Regions from separate parts of the Mus musculus genome. Here region 1 is linked to region 2. Evidence: chromatin contacts called from public HiChIP or PLAC-seq data. All regions are on one chromosome and are shown on one strand. Each heading gives the region's core, a stretch centred on a gene start, on an enhancer-like site or on the middle of the called end of the contact. The rest is flanking DNA. Distances are from core to core; before and after follow the strand shown. Region 1 holds the start of Ttc34 (tetratricopeptide repeat domain 34). Region 2 overlaps Prdm16 (PR domain containing 16).

The links. HiChIP or PLAC-seq counts read pairs in DNA pulled down with a chosen protein or histone mark.
Region 1: a contact with region 2 is called in an HNF4G HiChIP or PLAC-seq map of pancreatic cancer cells. The contact joins the promoter of Ttc34 here to the enhancer-like site in region 2. A contact is called at or near these places in 1 of 15 datasets of contacts at CTCF or cohesin (embryonic stem cells), 1 of 484 Hi-C or Micro-C datasets (nephron progenitors), 4 of 115 datasets of contacts at active chromatin or transcription factors (astrocytes, bone marrow-derived dendritic cells, embryonic basal ganglia and 1 more) and 1 of 9 other capture datasets (embryonic stem cells).

Annotation. Positions count from the first base shown.
Region 1 is chr4:154,835,688-154,840,925 of GRCm38.p6, forward strand. Ttc34 (tetratricopeptide repeat domain 34) reads left to right here and starts at 1,729. Exons shown (of 9, transcript NM_172878.4): 1 at 1,729-1,925; 2 at 3,104-3,923. The coding sequence starts at 3,149.
Region 2 is chr4:154,416,534-154,421,324 of GRCm38.p6, forward strand. The region is part of intron 3 of Prdm16 (PR domain containing 16); the gene reads right to left. Among named protein-coding and RNA genes, the nearest start is that of Gm52688, 88 kb to the right of the region's middle. Within about 2 kb of position 1,903, at least 20 of the 459 cell types and tissues checked have an H3K27ac peak or open chromatin away from gene starts, as enhancers often do. A contact at or near this core is called in pancreatic cancer cells, where this site is marked.

The DNA of each region.
Region 1 (5,238 bases), core at 479-2,978, 420 kb after region 2:
ATTCGGAGTTTTCGCAACGTCTGCCCTGTTCCCTGCTCATCTGAGAAGACCCTGGTCACTAGCCCAGTGCTCTTTCCAATGAAGGGCATCCCAAGGGCCTGCTTAAACACTGTATGCAGAAAGCTACATTGGGAGCTACAGTGACTCTGCCCCTGTTCCCATGAGGCCAGGCACAGCCTCAGATACAAACCTATCACCACAGAGGAGTGGTCAGATGGTCAGAACTATTCTCATGGGTTGTTTAAGGGATGTCACTATGGAGCAGGGCTGACTCCTGCTCAGACATCCTAGATCCCCAACAAAGCAGGGTGTCTAGGGTAACTCATGGGTCCTATGTAGTGAACAGGGCTGAAATTCTGGTCACCACTAACTAGATTCGAGTCAGTCACAGCAGAAATCCTTTGGACCAGAGAGACTAAAGCCTTGCGATTGGTTCCCATGTCCGGATTCTGAAACTTGGACTCCCTACTCAACTCCAGCAGTCTGGATTTGTTTACCACAGTATCAGAGGTGTAAACACAATATAGAAGACACAGCGTGGACAGGTGGGTTCCAGCACCCAGGCATGCTGCTCTCAAATGGGAGTTACAGTCACAGCCCAATCCTAACCAGGAGATGGGCCATCTGGCCAGTGCCTGCATCCCCTCAGGCTCCATACACCCAGGCAGGGCACAGGGGACATATCAGGGCTAATGTAATTGCCATAGTCAGTGCCCCTCTGTGCCCCAGGCCCTTCCAACAGCCCCACAGGACAGCCCACTCCATTACAGAGCTCGCCTAATTAGGGTAATTAAAATGAAAGTAATCAAAGTAACATAATAGGAAATTTCTTAATAAGCCCTCACCACTGCCGACTGCAAGTTTTGTGCCTTTGTGAATGTCAAGGAGCTGAAGCGAAGGTGGGCTGTACAGGAAATCGAGCCTTGCTGGCTGCACCCACCTTGCTCCCTCAGACCCAGGCTCTCTATATCACAGCTCCATAGAGGGGTGTGTGCAGACTGTATCCCTGGAAGCTATCCCACCCACCCCCAGCAGCCTTGTATCCAGTCCCCAGGGCCCCCAGAGGAGCCAGTGCTCACCCATACCTGTACACTTTGGTGAGGCGAGTTGGGAGGGGCCGCCCAAAGCAGACCCCTCTGCAGTCATATGAAGCTGATTACCCAGCATGCCCTGTAGGGCAGCTGACAAAGCATGGACTGATTCTCAGGCCACAGCCTCTACTTCCTCCTTCTAAAACTGAACCGTATGCCCCCTCCTCAGTCTAGACCTAGCCATCCTCATCAAAGGGCTGGTAGAGCCAGGGCAACCCAGGAAACAGGCTGTGAGCACAGAACTAGATCCTAGCCTACTTGCCCAGTGGGGCCAAGGACTTGGGGCAAATTAGAAGACCATAGGACCCGCAGCGTGGACAGGGGCTGCAGGAAGGGGAGCGAGACCAGGCGTGGTATGGGGTGAAGAATCATCACCCTGTCCAAGGTTGAGTTCTGGGACTCAGAGACAAAGACTGAAACTGTGGGGCAGGGGCTAGCACAAAGCATGGGACAGTTCACCCAAAACCCAGGCACTGTACACTCCTGAGCCTCCCTCCTCCGAGACTTAGATTCTCTCCTCCAAGGCTGCCCCATGAAGCCCAGCGAAACCTTGCCTCCTTCCCTTGCCCTCCCCACTGCCTGAGCAGGTCTGGCCACTAGAGGGCATAGCTGAGCAGCCAGGCAGCTTTGGGATGTTGACACTCTCCCTGGAAACTGGCCTTGCCTGTTCTGTGTCTACTGTGTTGGGCCTGTGTCTCTAAAGGCCCAGAGCCCCTGGGGATGACCAGCAGCTTCACCCACCACCCCCAACCTGGGGCCTAATAAGGAATTTGAGTCATCAGAACCTTCCCATGTCCAGAGCCTTCCCATGTCCAGACCTGGCTGGTTCGGCTTGTGAGTGTGAGCAGGGTATTGCATGTGTATATGTGTCTGTCACGGAGGACTTGTTGGGGCCAAGAGTAGTTAACCTGGGGTCAGATGGCAGGGTTAGAAGACAGACTTGTTCTAGAGTCTTTCTCTGAGCTGATTATGGGTTGTTTGTGCTCCCCACCATGGGTTGTCTGGTAGTGCTCTCCAGTGTGGGTGGTCTGGTAGTGCTCCCCACCATAGGTTATCTGGTAGTGCTCCCCACCATGGGTTGTCTGGTTGTGCTCCCCAACATGGGTTGTCTGGCAGTGCTCTCCAGTGTGGGTTGTCTGGTAGTGCTCCCCACCATGGGTTGTCTGGTTGTGCTCCCCACCATGGGTTGTCTGGTAGTGCTCCCCACCATGGGTTGTCTGGTAGTGCTCCCCACCATGGGTTGTCTGGTAGTGCTCTCCAGTGTGGGTTGTCTGGTAGTGCTCTCCAGTGTGGGTTGTCTGGTAGTGCTCCCCACCATGGGTTGTCTGGTAGTGCTCCCCACCATGGGTTGTCTGGTAGTGCTCTCCACCATGGGTTGTCTGGTAGTGCTCCCCATCATGGGTTGTCTGGTAGTGCTCTCCAGTGTGGGTGGTCTGGTTGTGCTCCCCACCATGGGTTGTCTGGTAGTGCTCCCCACCATGGGTTGTCTGGTAGTGCTCCCCACCATAGGTTGTCTGGTAGTGCTCTCCACCCTGCTCCAGACCTGGCAGGCACTTCTTGACCTTAACCCTCAGCCTGCATCACCCAGGCATGAGCAGGTGGGGGTGTAGTGCTGGGTTGGAGTTCTGAGACACTTTTTTCCTGGAGGTAGATGGAGCCAGGTGTTCTAGAGCCTGCCCTGACCCCTGATCTCTTAAGCATTCAGTTCTCCCCCCACCCCCCAACTTGAACACCAAAACCCTCTTAGGCTGACCTGAGTAGGCGGGGTCCCATCCCACTCGACAGGGAAGGAAACCAAGGCTCAAGAGAAAAGTAACTTGAAACCCAACAGGTTCTAGCAGAGCCCACGCCCAGCTATGGAGACTGCCTGCTGAGAGAGTGCCACTAATATCTCTTCAGTGGCCAGGTCTCAGGTTCCACACAGCAGGGTCTGCACAGATTCTGAGGACTCCGGGGCCATGCTCAAGCTGAACGTGACAACTCAGACACTAACTTCAATTCCCTTCCTGCAGGTACCCAGGAAGACCGAACATGAGCCAGTGGGGACTGAGACCGTGATGTCAGCTCAGGAGCTCGTGGCCTGCCTCTGCCAGGAGGGGGACAAGCACCTGGCCCTGGAGGAGCTTCCCTTAGCCACAGCCTTCTATCTGGCCGCCTTCAGCTGCCATGCGCCTTCAGCCGTGCGGCATGTACGGGCTCTCCTGGCTGAGTCGCCAGGGGCACCTGTGGTGGCCACCCTGGAGTCCTGGTGTTGTGGGGACAGCCAAATCCCTGCTATCCACTGGGATGGCATGACGGTGGTCTCCCTGACTGGGCCACTGGCCTCTGCCTTCCTCGGTGCCATTTGCCCGGATCACCCTGCCACTGTCCTGTACCTTTTGGCTGGCCTGCTGGCCCAAGGACGTCATGTGGAAGTGGTGCAGCGCTGTAACACTCTGCTGGATGCACACTCCAAGCAGGCCCTGGAGCTTCAGCTGACACGTGCCCTGGCCTGGGTTCTGTCTGTGGACCAGGCCAGAGAGGGCATAGCTGCCTATCTTCAGAACTTTGCCTCCAGCGCAGCCCGGACAGTGGCCTTCATTCGTAGCCACCAGCAGCCCTACCTCCCCAGGTTGCTTGGCAGCCTCCAGAACTACCTCTCAGGACACCCGAAAACCAGTGCCAGCCAGCAAGAGACCAACTGCCGGGGACTACTGGAGGCCCTGGATCCCAGAGGCAGCTGGATGGGTGCCATGTCACCGGAAGCTCTGCTTCGCAGAGGCCGGTTTGAGGATTGCAGGGCGGCATGTAGCCGGGACCTTCAGCCTGACTCAACAGGGAGTAGACCCCAAGGTAGGAGAGTGACTCACAAGTCACATTCTCCAACAGCCACTCCAGCCACAGCTAAAACCTGCCTATGGTGGGACCAGAGCTAGGTCTGGGACTAGGGTTGGGGCGGGGCTGGGGCGGAGCTGGGGCGGAGCTGGGGACACCACAGTGAAAAGACAGAGCAAACAAAAGTCTTGCCCTACTAAATGCAAGGCGCAAATCTGGCTGTCAGTCAGGGAAGGCTTCCCAGGATAGGTGGTTTTTCAGAGTCCACGCATAAGAAACCATATACCAATGCCCTTGGGAAGAAAGCTTGAAATGTCCTTGCCACCAAATAGTCACGGTAGTTGAAGGGAAAGAGGTGGCCCCAGGCCAGGGCCTGGAAGTGTCTGGATCTTACTCTTAAAACCACAAGAGCGTTTTCAAACTGATGTGAGCGTGTTTCTTCCGCTGTCATGTATGGACTGTGAATCGGGAGCCAGAAGGGGGCTAGACCTGCTGGGACCTAGAAGGCCTGGGGGGAGACTGAGGGAGTGGGAAAGCAGAGACTGGAGGAACAGGACAGGAGCTGGAAAGGTTGGGAGGCTAAGAAACAAAGAGGAGGCTGGGAAGCTGGAGGGATGGTCCAGACTGGAGCCATCTATCAAGGGTCCTTGTACTCTCACCAGGAGACCATGGCCTTTACCTGGGAGGAAGCGTTGCAGTGTGAGAGCCCACTGAATCATTTGTAGCAGGACTGTGGACATAGTTAACTAACGGAGGACGGCGAGTGATTTAAAGAGTTAGCCTTGAAGACTTGACTGCAGAGGGGTTGGCTGGGGCAGTAACCCAGTGCTACCTGCTTCCTCTTACAATAGCAAAACACCTAAGATAACCATAAAGAGAAGGTTCCTTTCTGTTTGCCGGGTTTTGTGGACTTCAGTCTGTGGTCAGCTGTCCAGAGGGTCTCACAGGGCACCAAGGGGCCAGTACACAAAGCTCCTTTGTTGAGTTGTGGTAAGAGAGACAAAGTATCTGTTGAGTGGCAGGGTTCCCAGGGACCTGGACACCAGCAAGGTAAAAGGAGGAATCAGCTGGAGAGAACTGGAAAGTCCCAGGTCTTGACTCTGATACATCAGGCAGGCAAAAGTGCATTACATCATCATACAGGACAGCCAGGCAGGCAAAAGTGCATTACATCATATAGGACAGTAGGCAGGCAAAAGTGCATTACATCATCATACAGGACAGCCAGGCAGGCAAAAGTGCATTACATCATACAGGACAGCCAGGCAGGCAAAAGTGCATTACATCATCATACAAGACAGGCAGGAAGGCAAAAGTGCATTACATCATCATA
Region 2 (4,791 bases), core at 653-3,152:
CACATGGTATTTGCATGTAGATATGTAAGTGACCCCAACAGCATGGAAATTCCAAGTTCAAAAACAGGGTAAATGGATATCAGTGCCCACTGTGAAAGACAGGTGCTTTCTGAGCCCCCTCCACCCACTTGGGGCACTGGTCTACTGAGCCGATGTGGTTCTCCTCTGCCTGCTTAGAGTAGGGTGGCCCAGGGGTCCCAGGTCCAGGAGAGAGACAGGGAAGGTCCGTCTTGGGAACCTGGCCCTTCTACAAGATCTGGCTACAGGCATTGGACCAAGGGTGCCTGGAGGCTCTGTTGTCTTTAATTCTGTTTTTACAAGGAGTGTGAGATTTACAGGCTCTGGAGGGGAAGAAAATAGTGTAACCTGAGTCAGTCAGTTTAGCAGTTCATGCCGGGCTGGCTTCTCTCTCAGAGTCTGCCAGAGGGCGCTGAGTACCAGGTCTGAGGAGAGACACTGCCCATGATTACTGTGCCCTAGGCTGCGATAAAGGCCACACTCACCTACACCACATGCGGATGCCCACATACCCCTCACATGAATATACCCACACATATGTCAGAGTATCTACATACAAATACCACACGAACCCACATGCACTCAGATAAAGAAACATACATACCTATGTGCAACACACAAACTTAGACACATGCATATAGAAATGCATAAGCAGCTCATGTGTGCACACACAGATGCACACGCTCCTACAGGCTTAGTTCATGATCAGAAGCACCCACTCACGTTGTCACACACACACACACACACACCCCACACCCCACACACACACACCACACACCACACCACACACACCCCACACCACACACACACCCCACATACACACACACACCACACACACCACACACACACCACACACACACATACACACACTACACACACACACACACACACACACACACCCCACACCACACACACCACACACCACACACATACACACACACACCACACACACCACACACACACCACACACACACACACACACACACTACACACACACACACACACACACCCCACACCACACACACCACACACACCACACACCACACACCACACACACACACACACACACACCACACACCACACACCACACACCACACACACACCACACACCACACACACCACACACACACACACACACACACACACACACACACTTACAGCATGGAGCTGTCTATGAGGTCAGCAGCTGAGTGATGGCTACCTTGGTGTGTACTTCAAACTCTTCCCTTCTCCAATTTTTTGCTTTTACTTAAACAATAAAAATCATTTTTATGACTACCAATGCCTACAGAGGGTGGATGAGGGTGTCAGATTCCCAGGAGCTGGAGATGCAGGTGGTTGTGACCTTCCCAGTGTGGATGCCGGGAACTGAACCCTTGTCCTTCAGGACAGCGGCAAGTGCTCTTCTCAGCTTCCTGCTGTTCTCTGTCTCTGTCTCTGTCTCTGTCTCTGTCTCTGTCTCTGTCTCTGCCTCTGTCTCTGTCTCTGTCTCTCTCTCTCTGTGGTGGTAATATGTGTGTGTGTGTGTGTGTGCGCGCGCTTGAGTGTATGTCTTTGTGTGCCTCTGCGAGTGTGTGGTGTTGAACAAAATGCTCTGAATTGCACCCGCCCATGTGTGTAGAATGGGCAAACTCCTGTCCAGCCTTTGTCCCTCTCAAGGCTAACACAGTGTGCACTGCAGACAAAGCAAGGCAGGCGTCTCTCTCCAGTGTTTGGCTCAGCTGGGCCACCTGGCTGGAGGAAGCAGGAGCAGGTCCCTGTCTACCAAGACCTGACCGAACCCAGCTTCTCTCTGGTCTCAAGGGACACAGACAGAATAGGTGTAGCTCGGGAGCTCTTACCTCCTTGCCGGTGGCTGGGTGGGGCACAGGGCCTCTGACTCACTTCCACGAGGGGAATCAATGGAGATCAAAGAACCCTGTCTTATCTCAGGAGGACCTTTGTGCAGTGCCAGGGGACAGGTTCAGCAGGAAGGTAATGGGGCTTTCTAAAAGAGTGAGGACTTCATTTAAACAAGTACATTATTGATTCTTCTATTTTCTCTGCTCTGAGTCAGGGGGACCAATGCAGACTTTGGCCTTGGAGAGATAGTAACAGTGACCTGATAAACAAGGCCTGCTGTTCAAGAAGGCCAGCCCTAGCCAGTTTGCAGGTTCTTTGGCCACCTGCTTCCTGTCTCTGCACCTCAGAGGCAGTCTTCAGCACATAGCTTCAAAGAGGCCTACCTCATAGAGAGAGGGGGGAGGGAGGAAGAAGGAGAGGGAGAGGGAGAGGGGATGAGGAGGGGGAGGGGGAGGGAGGAGAGAGGGTGGGGAAGGGAGGGAAGAAGGGAATGTTTTGCCACTGCAAATCCCAGAGTCTCACACACAAATCCCCAGGGATCTATAAGGTCTGGTCTCAACAGTGATTGATTTTCCTGTCTCAGTTTAAATTCCTTGTCTGGGCTGTGGAGTGATGGCTCAGCAGTCAAGAGTGTGTACCAGCTCTTGCAGAGGACCCAAGTTGGCTTCTCAGTACCCACCCACATTGGGAGGCTCCCAATGGCAAATACAATGTCGGCTCTAAGTTCTCCAGCGCCACCTTCTGGCCTCCACTGGTACTGCACCCATGTGCACATACCCACACATAGACATCACTTAAAAAGAATAAATCTTTAAAGACTCTTTGTTTTGTTATTTGGCACATGCATGTTATCTTATTGTGGGGCTGCTATACTGCTAATTATCAGTAGAGGGCAGTGGTGTATGTTTTGCCTGGTTCTCTATCCAAGAAAAGAAAGTAGGTCTTTGGGCAAGCCCTGTGTTCTAGGCATGGCTATTGGTTGTAAGTGTCCTTTCCTCAGGAGTGGTTCTGCAAGTTTCTGTCTTCATAGTGACCTGCTGTGTGTAGCCAATATGTGGTTGACCAGGACAATGTCTGTCCCTGGGGCCCTCAGCAGTGTGTCTCCAAAGAGTCAGGTGTCTCATGACTCTGACATGTCTGATCTTGGCTTGTCTTTTGTCTTTTTGCAAATGTGAGCCATAAAGATGCATGTGCCTGCCTGTGGATGACAGCTTCAGGACTGTGTGGATAGAAGACGGCAAAGACTCTAAGCTGGGGACCAGCAGACTCCGGCTGAGCCTTGATGTTGCCCTTGACGTGAGGAGTTCCTTACAAGACTGTGAAGCAGTAGCTGAAATGCAGAGCCTGCACTCTCTCTTTCCCACCTGGGGCCAGGGCCCAGCCAGCAGTATGCTGACTCCATCCTTACTCCATCCTGAGTGTGTCTCACCCTTCTGCTCCACTGACTCCACAGCCTGGTCAATGATGGCTTCTGATTCCTCCTTAGTCTCTACTCAAGGCAGAATCCCATCGGCTTGAACTACCAGTCTTCCTGTAGCTCAGCCCTTCCCAGACAGAGAATGCTAAACTCTGGCACGATGCCCAAGGATGGCAGAAGAAAACACACCCTCCTCCTATTCAAGTCTCAGCCCTCGATGGCAGCATTAAAAAAGAAGACTCAGGCTTAGTTCACATCAAGGCCTTGCCCTGGCTTCTCTATCCCCGGAAGGGACTGGAAGGCTGGCCACCTGGGGCCTATAAGGCCTGGCCACTGGGCAATACCACCCCAGCATAATCAGTGGGCACACTGGTGGCATTTCTTACTGTCACTTCAAATGTCATACCATGTCTGGCACTGAAGAGGAGACAGACAATCACCCGCAGTTGCATCTTTCCTGGGACAGGCAAGGATGCAGTGGGCTAAGCTCTAGGGAGATTGTGATTTTCCCCTTGTTCCCTGTCTTCCAATGAGCTGGGAGAAGGTCTTCTCTCTTGGTGAGCCTTAAGCAGCTACATGATATTCGATATTCGGTGTTTATAATTCTTCTTGTGACTTTTACCTTGGTATGTAGTTACTGGGATTCAGTGTCCTTTGAGGAAGTTCAAAGGCTATGGAGGTGTATCTGGTGAGGATACAGCAAATGTCCCCATGCTAGAAAATTAGTTTTATATGTCTGTGAAGTGCTGAGTCCTATCTGCCCACATTGTCTGGTTTAAGTTGTGAAAGAATAAGAAAGAAAGGAAAAAGAACATTGGAAGGAAAAAAAAAAAAGAATTGGAACCACATAATAATTTTCTTAAAAAACCAACCATCCAACGGTGCCCAGGTCCTAGGAGAGACAGAGAGCCGTGGGTTAAGAACCCGGCAAGACAGGACAGGAAGCAGTCCCAAGGACACTCTTAACACAGTTATTAAAATCCGGTCCGTGTCTTCCTTATAATTGGGTTTCACCGCATAATTTAAGAAAAGCCACACAAAAAAAACCTTGCAGTGAAAAACCGGGGTATAATTTTCTTCAATCAAGCCTGACTCATGACTGCAATTACCCCGAACCCTTTGCGCACTCGCTGCGATGCTCCGGGCCGCTCGGGGCCGCTGTGGGTGGCGACCTTTCATGTGTTCCTCAAACCGGTCTTTATTGTAAGGTTTCAAATTAGCGCTAGCAGCAATGAGCAAATTTGATAATTCGATCTCAAATTAGTTAATGTAATGTGCCAGTAACCACTAACTAGTGCGTTACAAAGATGAAAATGTATCTTTTTGGAGTTAGGATACAAAGTTAACCAGCCTGTCATTTGACTTTTGGAAACTTTTTTGGGGTCTTCATTAAAGAAAATAATCTCCTAAGCGATGGGCATCCTCATGGCACCTGGGTGTCCAGGGAGGAGGGGGAAGGGGTGGTGGAGGCAGGAGATCAGAGGTGGGTCCTGATGCCTGTCCTCAGAGGGCTT